Linked DNA regions of Triticum aestivum: region 1 is linked to region 2. The links are chromatin contacts, called in public Hi-C maps. All regions are on one chromosome and are shown on one strand. Each heading gives the region's core, a stretch centred on a gene start, on an enhancer-like site or on the middle of the called end of the contact. The rest is flanking DNA. Distances are from core to core; before and after follow the strand shown.

Region 1 (4,535 bases), core at 892-3,391, 150 kb before region 2:
ATAAGGGGCTCGCCGAGTTTCAGCTTAGCCAACCAAATTCCCCATCCTCCACATGTCAAAAACATTTCGCGATCTTCATTGAAAGAGTGAAAAGAAGGAGAACAGAGAGGATGACGACGACTCAGATCGCTGTCCCCCTCGAGCTCTCTGCAGGGGAACATTTTCACGTGCATAAATGCAGCCCAGAAAATTTGCCGCAGAAGGCCCAGTGCTGCAGCACTAGTAGTACTGCGCAGCAGTACGTAACACATTTCTGGCAGCAAATAATACCCGCCCGCCCATCGGATCAGAGAAACCGGCGTCAGGCCGGGACTGCGCCCAGAGCAGAAAGAACCAGCCAGCGGAATCTTTATGCTCACGCCTTGTCTGATCTTTGTTAGCGTTATAGTTAGTTTAAGCGCGGTGGTTGACGACATCGATGGTTTACGAGCCGAGCCACTTGCAAATTCTCTTGTCTCTGTCCATCCGATCGAATTCGGATTTCTGTTCTCCCTCGCGAGCAGAAATTGCCGCCTCGAGGAATCCCATCGAATGCAGCTCGAGGAAGCCATGAAATCAGACGGTTAGCATTGCACTTATACAAGAAACAAAACTCCTAATTCACCGTGGCACAGCCAAACAAAAGCATAATCCAATTCCAATCCAATCCAATCCGCAGGAGACAGACAGGCACAGGAATCCCCCCGTCTTGTTTCAGGAGGAGGAAGAACATTTCAAGAACACAGGAGAGGAGCAGAGCAGCATTACTTATACAAGTAGTAGCATCAAGAATTTACAAATCAGCAGCAGCAGCAGCAGCAGCAATCATCATCATCGGAATCACAATACCCTCCTGGAATCCCAGGACCCCCTCTCGCGGTAACAATCCATCCGTCCATCCATCCAGTAATCAATCGCCTTATTTCCCCGAGCCATCGTGTCATCAATCTCCCTCTCGGAGGCGAGGCGAGGCTCAGACCCTCACCTCTCCATCTCGGCCTCGTCGGCGGCGGCGGCGGCCGGCGGGGGAGGCGAGGACAGCTGGGCCGCCGCGAGCGCGTCGGCGAGCGCGCGCATGGCCTTGACCTGCATCTCCAGCGCGGCCACGTAGTCGGCCGTCTCCTCGAGCAGGTCGGGGGCCTGCAGCTTCCGGCACCCGGGGACGAGCCGGCCCAGCACGCGGAGCCGGTCCTTCACCTTCTTCTCCTTGAGCAACGGCGGTTCGCTGGCGGAAGCGGCGGCCGCGGCCTTGGACGCCGCGGCGGCGGCGCGCGCCTGCGGGCGGCGGTGGCGGCGGATCTTCCCGCCGGCCTTGACGAGCACGCGGCGGCGGCAGGACGCGGCGCCGGCCAGCAGGATGGCGCGGCTCCAGCGCGACTGCCCGCGCGCCGTGAGCGCCAGCGCCGAGTCGGCGGCGGCCTTGACGGCGCGCGGCTGCGGGGACGAGGCGGCGCCCGACCGCGTGGCCCGGAGCGCGTCCAGCAGGCGCCGGCCGTAGATCCGCTCCTGCGTGCCGCTCCGCCACCTGGTCTGCGGCGGGCCCGCGGCCCCCGGCGCGGCGGCCCCGCCCGGTTTCCCCCGCCGCTTGGCCCCGCCCATCCGGACCCCCGCTGCGGCGGCGGAGGAGGAGGACGAGGAGGACCCGCCTATAGAGATCATGGCCGCGCACCGCACCTCGATCGAGCAATCAGTCGGCGGGTGGCGTGAGGAAGTGACTCAGCGCAGCGGGGGATGGGGCGGCTTAAAGGTGGGTGGGAGAAAGAGGATGGTGGTGGTGGTGGTGGAGATGGTGGGAGTATGAAGAAGAAAGGGGGAGGGAGGAGAGATTAGCTTTCCGTCGCGGGGGTGGGCGTACTTATTTGGTGGTGCGGCGGAGGTGATTAGCGAGTGGATTAGACATTGGAGCCAAGGAGGAGTAGTGCGGTGCGGTGAGGGGAGGTGGTGCGGGTGTTGGCTGCTCGTTCGTCGCCGCGCCTTTGTTTGGTGTGGAATTTGGCGCTGTAGCGTGGCCTCCGCGCTGCTCGCTCGCTCGATCGCTATGGTAGGCAGGGGTCGTTATTGAGTGCGCGCTTTCTTATTTCCCTTTTGTTTATACTCCTTTTTTCTGCGAATGTGCCATGGTATTAGTGCTTCGCAACGTTCTAGTTAAAGCCTTTTGATCTGGCGAAATGTGGAAGATACGTCTTTTAAAAAAAATGCGGGAATAAGCCCTCTGTTGTTATTTACTTCGCATATTAGCTTTGACTGAGGTCAAATCGTATGAGTTTGACCATGTTAATTACAAAGGGGCAAAATTTGCCTCCAAGTTTACCAAAGATGCTTAATCGATTGAGGATCTTTAAGTCTCATTCGAGCAAGCTTAGTCACGTTGATCTCATGGTTCTTTTTTCTTTAAAAAATGTATTTAACTTTTTTTTGCCTTAGAGATGTTGAACTACAAACAACAACAACAAAGCCTTTAGTCCCAAACAAGTTGGGGTAGGCTACAGGTGAAACCCATAAGATCTCGCAACCAACTCATGGCTCTGGCACATGGATAGCAAGCTTCCACGCACCCCTGTCCATAGCTAGCTCTTTGTCGATACTCCAATCCTTCAGGTCTCTCTTAACGGACTCCTTCCATGTCAAAATCGGTCGACCCCGCCCTCTCTTGACATTCTCCGCACGCTTTAGCCGTCCGCTATGCACTGGAGCTTCTGGAGGCCTGCGCTGAATATGCCCAAACCATCTCAAACGATGTTGGACAAGCTTCTCCTCAATTGGTGCTACCCCAACTCTATCTCGTATATCATCATTCCGGACTCGATCCTTCCTCGTGTGGCCACACATCCATCTCAACATACGCATCTCCGCCACACCTAACTGTTGAACATGTCGCCTTTTAGTCGGCCAACACTCCGCGCCATACAACATTGCGGGTCGAACCGCCGTCCTGTAGAACTTGCCTTTTAGCTTTTGTGGCACTCTCTTGTCACAGAGAATGCCAGAAGCTTGGCGCCACTTCATCCATCCGGCTTTGATTCGATGGTTCACATCTTCATCAATACCCCCATCCTCCTGCAACATTGACCCCAAATACTGAAATGTGTCCTTCCGAGGTACCACCTGTCCATCAAGGCTAACCTCCTCCTCCTCACAGCTAGTAGTACTGAAAACGCACATCATGTACTCGGTTTTAGTTCTACTAAGCCTAAACCCTTTCGATTCCAAGGTTTGTCTCCATAACTCTAACTTCCTATTTACCCCCGTCCGACTATCGTCAACTAGCACCACATCATCCGCAAAGAGCATACACCATGGGATATCTCCTTGTATACCCCTTGTGACCTCATCCATCACCAATGCAAAAAGATAAGGGCTCAAAGCTGACCCCTGATGCAGTCCTATCTTAATCGGGAAGTCATCGGTGTCGACATCACTTGTTCGAACACTTGTCACAACATTATTGTACATGTCCTTGATGAGGGTAATGTACTTTGCTGGGACTTTGTGTTTCTCCAAGGCCCACCACATGACATTTCGCGGTATCTTATCATAGGCCTTCTCCAAGTCAATGAACACCATATGCAAGTCCTTCTTATGCTCCCTATATCTCTCCATAAGTTGTCGTACCAAGAAAATGGCTTCCATGGTCGACCTCCCAGGCATGAAACCAAACTGATTTTTGGTCACGCTTGTCATTCTTCTTAAGCGGTGCTCAATGACTCTCTCCCATAGCTTCATTGTATGGCTCATCAGCTTAATTCCACGGTAATTAGTACAACTCTGAACATCCCCCTTGTTCTTGAAGATTGGTACTAATATACTCCGTCTCCATTCTTCTGGCATCTTGTTTGCCCGAAAAATGAGGTTGAAAAGCTTGGTTAGCCATACTATCGCTATGTCCCCGAGACCTTTCCACGCCTCAATGGGGATACAATCAGGGCCCATCGCCTTGCCTCCTTTCATCCTTTTTAAAGCCTCCTTCACCTCAGACTCCTAGATGCGCCGCACAAAACGCATGCTGGTCTCATCAAAGGAGTCATTCAGTTCAATGGTAGAACTCTCATTCTCCCCATTGAACAGCTTGTCGAAGTACTCCCGCCATCTATGCTTAATCTCTTCGTCCTTCACCAAGAGTTGGCCTGCTCCGTCCTTGATGCATTTGACTTGGCCAATATCCCTCGTCTTCCTCTCCCGGATCTTAGCCATCTTATAGATGTCCCTTTCACCTTCCTTCGTGCCTAACCGTTGGTAGAGGTCCTCATATGCCCGACCCCTTGCTTCACCAACAGCTCGCTTTGCAGCCTTCTTCGTCATCTTGTACTTCTCTATGTTGTCTGCACTCCTATCCAGGTATAGGCGTCTGAAGCAATCTTTCTTCTCTTTAAGCGCCTTCTGGACATCATCATTCCACCACCAGGTATTCTTATCTTCGCTTCTCCTTCCCCTGGACACTCCAAACTCCTCCGAGGCCACCTTACGAATGCAAGTCGCCATCTTCATCCACACATTGTCCGCATCCCCTCCTTCCTCCCAAGGGCCCTCCTTAAATACCCTCTCCTTGAACACCTGAG
Region 2 (4,166 bases), core at 1,023-3,522:
AATAGCTTGTGTATTTTGAATCGGTAATACTACTATTATTTTCGGTTTAAACATTATAATCAAGGAACCTTAGCTAGTTTTTGCACTGCTAGTTTCTGGATTAGTTCTCAGCCTTGTAAATCGTAATGGGTGTGCTACTTGTAGCTAAATATTATCGCTCTGCTATTTTCAGCCGATGAGTACCCCCTATAATGAGCAATTGATGTTGGCAAATCTGAACAACTTACTCGAAGTCAAAGAATGTGCTTCAGTTAGAGAAATCAAGACATTACTTTTCTCTTGTTAGTTGTATTACTATGCTTCCTATCTGTCATTCAAAAAAGAAACTATATGCTTCCCATCTTCATGGCGTCAGGTATGCTAACATGAATATCCTATAAAAACCGTGGCCTGTGGATGAGCCCATCCAAAAACAAAAATAACTGCGAAGGCCAGTACGAAAGAAACGCGTGTTTATCTCTTGATCGATAGAACAAATAAACATCAATATGAGAACTTAAACAGATCAAACTGTTTTTTATTAATAAATATATGTTTCGAAATCTTTATAAGAATGTTAAATGCAACCCACTGGTCAGCACATCGACTCATTTTACAGCCCATTGGATCAACAAAAAATCAAGTACAAGCAAACTCAATGTTAGTCTGTCATGACAAGCAGAAACCTTGAGTATCTGTTTTATCGACAACTAACCAGAGGATCCACACAGATTGTTCTTTTTTAGCCCATCAGGTCCAATACTTTCTTTACATAATTGGGCAAAAACAAGCTAATGCTTCTAAATGGTAACACCTCCTACCGTGGTTCTAGATACAGAAATGAAGCAGCAGTTTGATACCCCGGCATCCCTAGTGGTACACAGAACGACTCTATCTACATATTGTCATCCAGAGCCTAAGTATAACAAGGCAAGATCGGAATACTGACTAGTTCACTACTACTTGTGTGTTTTCTTTGCTTGCTAAACAAATCTGAACAGCGGGTTGTCCCTGAATGCCAGGTAAATTGACAGTATCCTAGTAGATGGACTTCCAGCAGAAGCCTGCAATCTATTTGAACGCATGACAACACAAAGCGCTCTCATAAAGCACACAATCCTCCGTGATCGAGAATCTAACAGAATGCTCTGATCCCCTGTTCTTGCTCTGCTGACACACGCATGGTCTCTGCCACTTCATTTGCTTGTTTGCTCAGCTGACCGCACCAGCTGGTTGTTGAATCATCCATCTTAAACAGACATAGTAAGAAACCGTCGGCACCACAGGATGAGGACTGGTGACTACTACTGGTGTGGTTTCTTTGCTTGCTGTACAAATCTGAACACTATCTTGTCCCTGAATGCCAGGTAAATTGACACTATCCTAGTAGACGGGACTTCCAGCAGGTGCCTGCAATCTGTTTGACCGTATGACAACCCAAAATGCTCTCATAAAGCGCACAATCCTCCGTGACCTAGAATCTAACAGAATGTTCTGATCCCCTGTTCGTGCTCTGCTGACACACGCCATGGGTCTCTACCACTTCACTTGCTTGTTTGCTCAGCTGGCTGCACCAGCTTGTTGTTGAATTATCCATCCTAAACATACATACATAGTAAGAAGCAGAGGTAAAGTATTCTTGAATTATGCCCAACTCTGAGCAAGAAGCATGTGCGGATCTCTCGTTCCCTCTGGACCGTCGGCACCACCTAACCTACATGATCAGTGGCAGTCCGGGTAATTCTCTTGCTAATTTTCTCCCGCACATCCGGGATCAGAAAACAAACCAGCCGGCGAACGCTGACTAGTCAAAATTACCCGAGAACGCACTCTCCTCCCAAATTCGGACGAGGCAACGCCGAGAAACCAGCCGGATCTAGCGACGGCGGGATCTACCAATCTACGGCGACAGCAGGCCAACGACCCAGCCCCGACGGCAAGCTAAGTAAGTAAGTTGCTCGGACTCTGAGCGGAAGAGGAGGAGGAGATCACTTACGGTTACGGTCACGGAGACGCTGGCGGCGAGGGAGGCGTCGGCTCGGCTGCTCCGAGGTGGAGAAATGGGGAACCGAGGGAGGGCCGGCGAGCAGCAGCGGCTCTCCAATGAGTGGAGGTATGTTTGTTTGTTGGCTGCTGCTGCTGCTGCTGCTGCTGCGATCGGATTGGTCTCGAATTCTGAGATGCACGGAAGAAATAGCTCCGTGTGGGGCCCGGTCGCCCTGGATTTCGGCCGTTGCTATCGTAGGCTGCCGGGCCGGCCGTGCAAGTTGCTACTCGGCCGGTCACCGGAGAAAAGGACATTTTTCTTCCTGTGGATTTTTTTCAATCTCCTGTAGATCTTTTTCTTTCCTTATTACTTCTCCGCTGAAAATGCCATTTTTTTTCCAATTGATAAGCGTCACACATGCGGCACGAAGCACTCCAGCCAACGTTTTTTACAACTAAAGTTGCCACTTGAAGAACCCCCCAAAAAACTGAAAATTGCCGTTCGAAAACAAAATTGCCTGCTTAACAACTAACGTTATCATTCTCGCTTCATCAAATTTATCATAGAAAACGTTCGAAGTTGCCATGTGTTTGTGCCACACGAATAACACTTATCAAGGTCTCTTTTTGCGAGAAGAACCCTAAATTATATTGAAAATAAGTAGTGGTACAACGCAACCCTAGAAAAATAAAAAAAAATACAATTGCACCCCGGGGAACCAATCTAGCCCTACCTCCAACACGGGATGAGGGCGTGCCGCGGTTGCTGCTCCCTACCGGAGCCAACGAAAACCTTGATTGTGCGCACAGATTAAAGACGTCAGGAAGTCACTATCCTCCATCCAGGAGGACCAGCATGCCGAAAATAAGCCATATTGGAACTATGCCACCACTTGTGTCGGCTTGTTGAACGATGACAACAAAGCGCCGCCACCGACGAGAACCTACAAATCCAGAGTCACCACGCTCGTACAAAAGCTCTATGCCCCCATGTTGACGCCAGAGCGCGCGTCACCACAACGGCGGGGCCAGGGCATAAAATCCACCTCAAGGTTGGCACCACTGCCGCACCAGGCTCGATCGGTTAGTCTGCTACAAGATCCACCAACGAATGCCTCACAGCAACCCATCGGAATCGAACCCGAAGCAGATTTATTCCACGCCACTGCCACCAAACCGTCAAGGCAAAAACGAAGCGAGAAAATGACTTTACTCGTGGAAATCCTCTAGCACATGAACCATGCCTTCTGAAAAAAAGCATCTCCAATAGATGAAAACTTGGTGCAAAAAAACGTTCTTAGGATAGGAGAGAAAAAGGTTTTTGGTACCGCGGCTCCTGGCACTTTAATACATGATGTAAAACTGGTGCCCAATTTTTTTGACCTTCTTCTCTTTTACTCTAATCGCATACATATTGAAACACACCATGATCAAATAACACACATAATGAAACAATATATCAACTTCAAGTTCAAATTCACTAACGAAATTCAAACCATAAGCATTGTGCATCACAAGTTCACAACTACCCCCTTAGGTTCTTATTTGTTTGCGTTCAAGAAAATCTTGTCTTTCCCGCAATGCTCCGTGTCTTAGCATCTTTACACTCCTCTTTCCCCACCTGCTTCCATCGCACATACAACCACAATAACTCCCATCTCTCTCCCCCATGTCCCTTGTTCCTTCCCAAGGCTTGCATGCAAGAAGAGACACATGCAAAAGAGATACTCCCTCCGCCTGAAAAAGCTTGTCCCTCAAATGGATGTATCTAGCACCGAGTTAGTGCTAGATACATCCATTTGAGAGACAAGCTTGGGACAAGCTTTTTTCGGACGGAGGGAGTACGCATGAAGACTTGTTTTGAGAGAGAGAGAGAGAGGCACATGCACGCGAGAATTCCGGCCAACGGCAAGCTCAACCAATCGTATGCATGCCCTAGACTGATTACCCCAGCCTCTCTCAGTAGCACATTAGGGGCAATACCGTCCGATTTAAAACAACACGTCCTCTGTCTGGTATTCGGGCAACATCTTAGAGCAAGTACAATAGTGGGCTTATAGCCCGCTTAGATGGCATTTTTGCCTATGTGGAGGAGAGATATGTGAAAAAGTAAGGGGAGTGAGCTCTCATGCAAGAGCCAAGCTATATACGCATTCCTAGGCAAATACTGTTGGGTAACGTAGTAATTTCAAAAAAAATCC

What was found. A called contact is a pair of places that touch in the nucleus more often than the background predicts.
Region 1: a Hi-C map of leaf shows a contact between it and region 2, with 4 times the contacts expected there. The contact joins the promoter of LOC123060913 here to the promoter of LOC123060912 in region 2. A contact is called at or near these places in 2 of 5 Hi-C or Micro-C datasets (both in leaf).

The regions. Positions count from the first base shown.
Region 1 is chr3A:188,723,655-188,728,189 of IWGSC CS RefSeq v2.1, reverse strand. LOC123060913 (transcription factor bHLH150) reads right to left here and starts at 2,141. Exons shown (of 1, transcript XM_044483783.1): 1 at 579-2,141. The coding sequence starts at 1,638. The coding sequence ends at 961.
Region 2 is chr3A:188,569,693-188,573,858 of IWGSC CS RefSeq v2.1, reverse strand. It overlaps LOC123060912, which reads right to left and starts at 2,272. Exons shown (of 6, transcript XM_044483781.1): 1 at 1,976-2,272.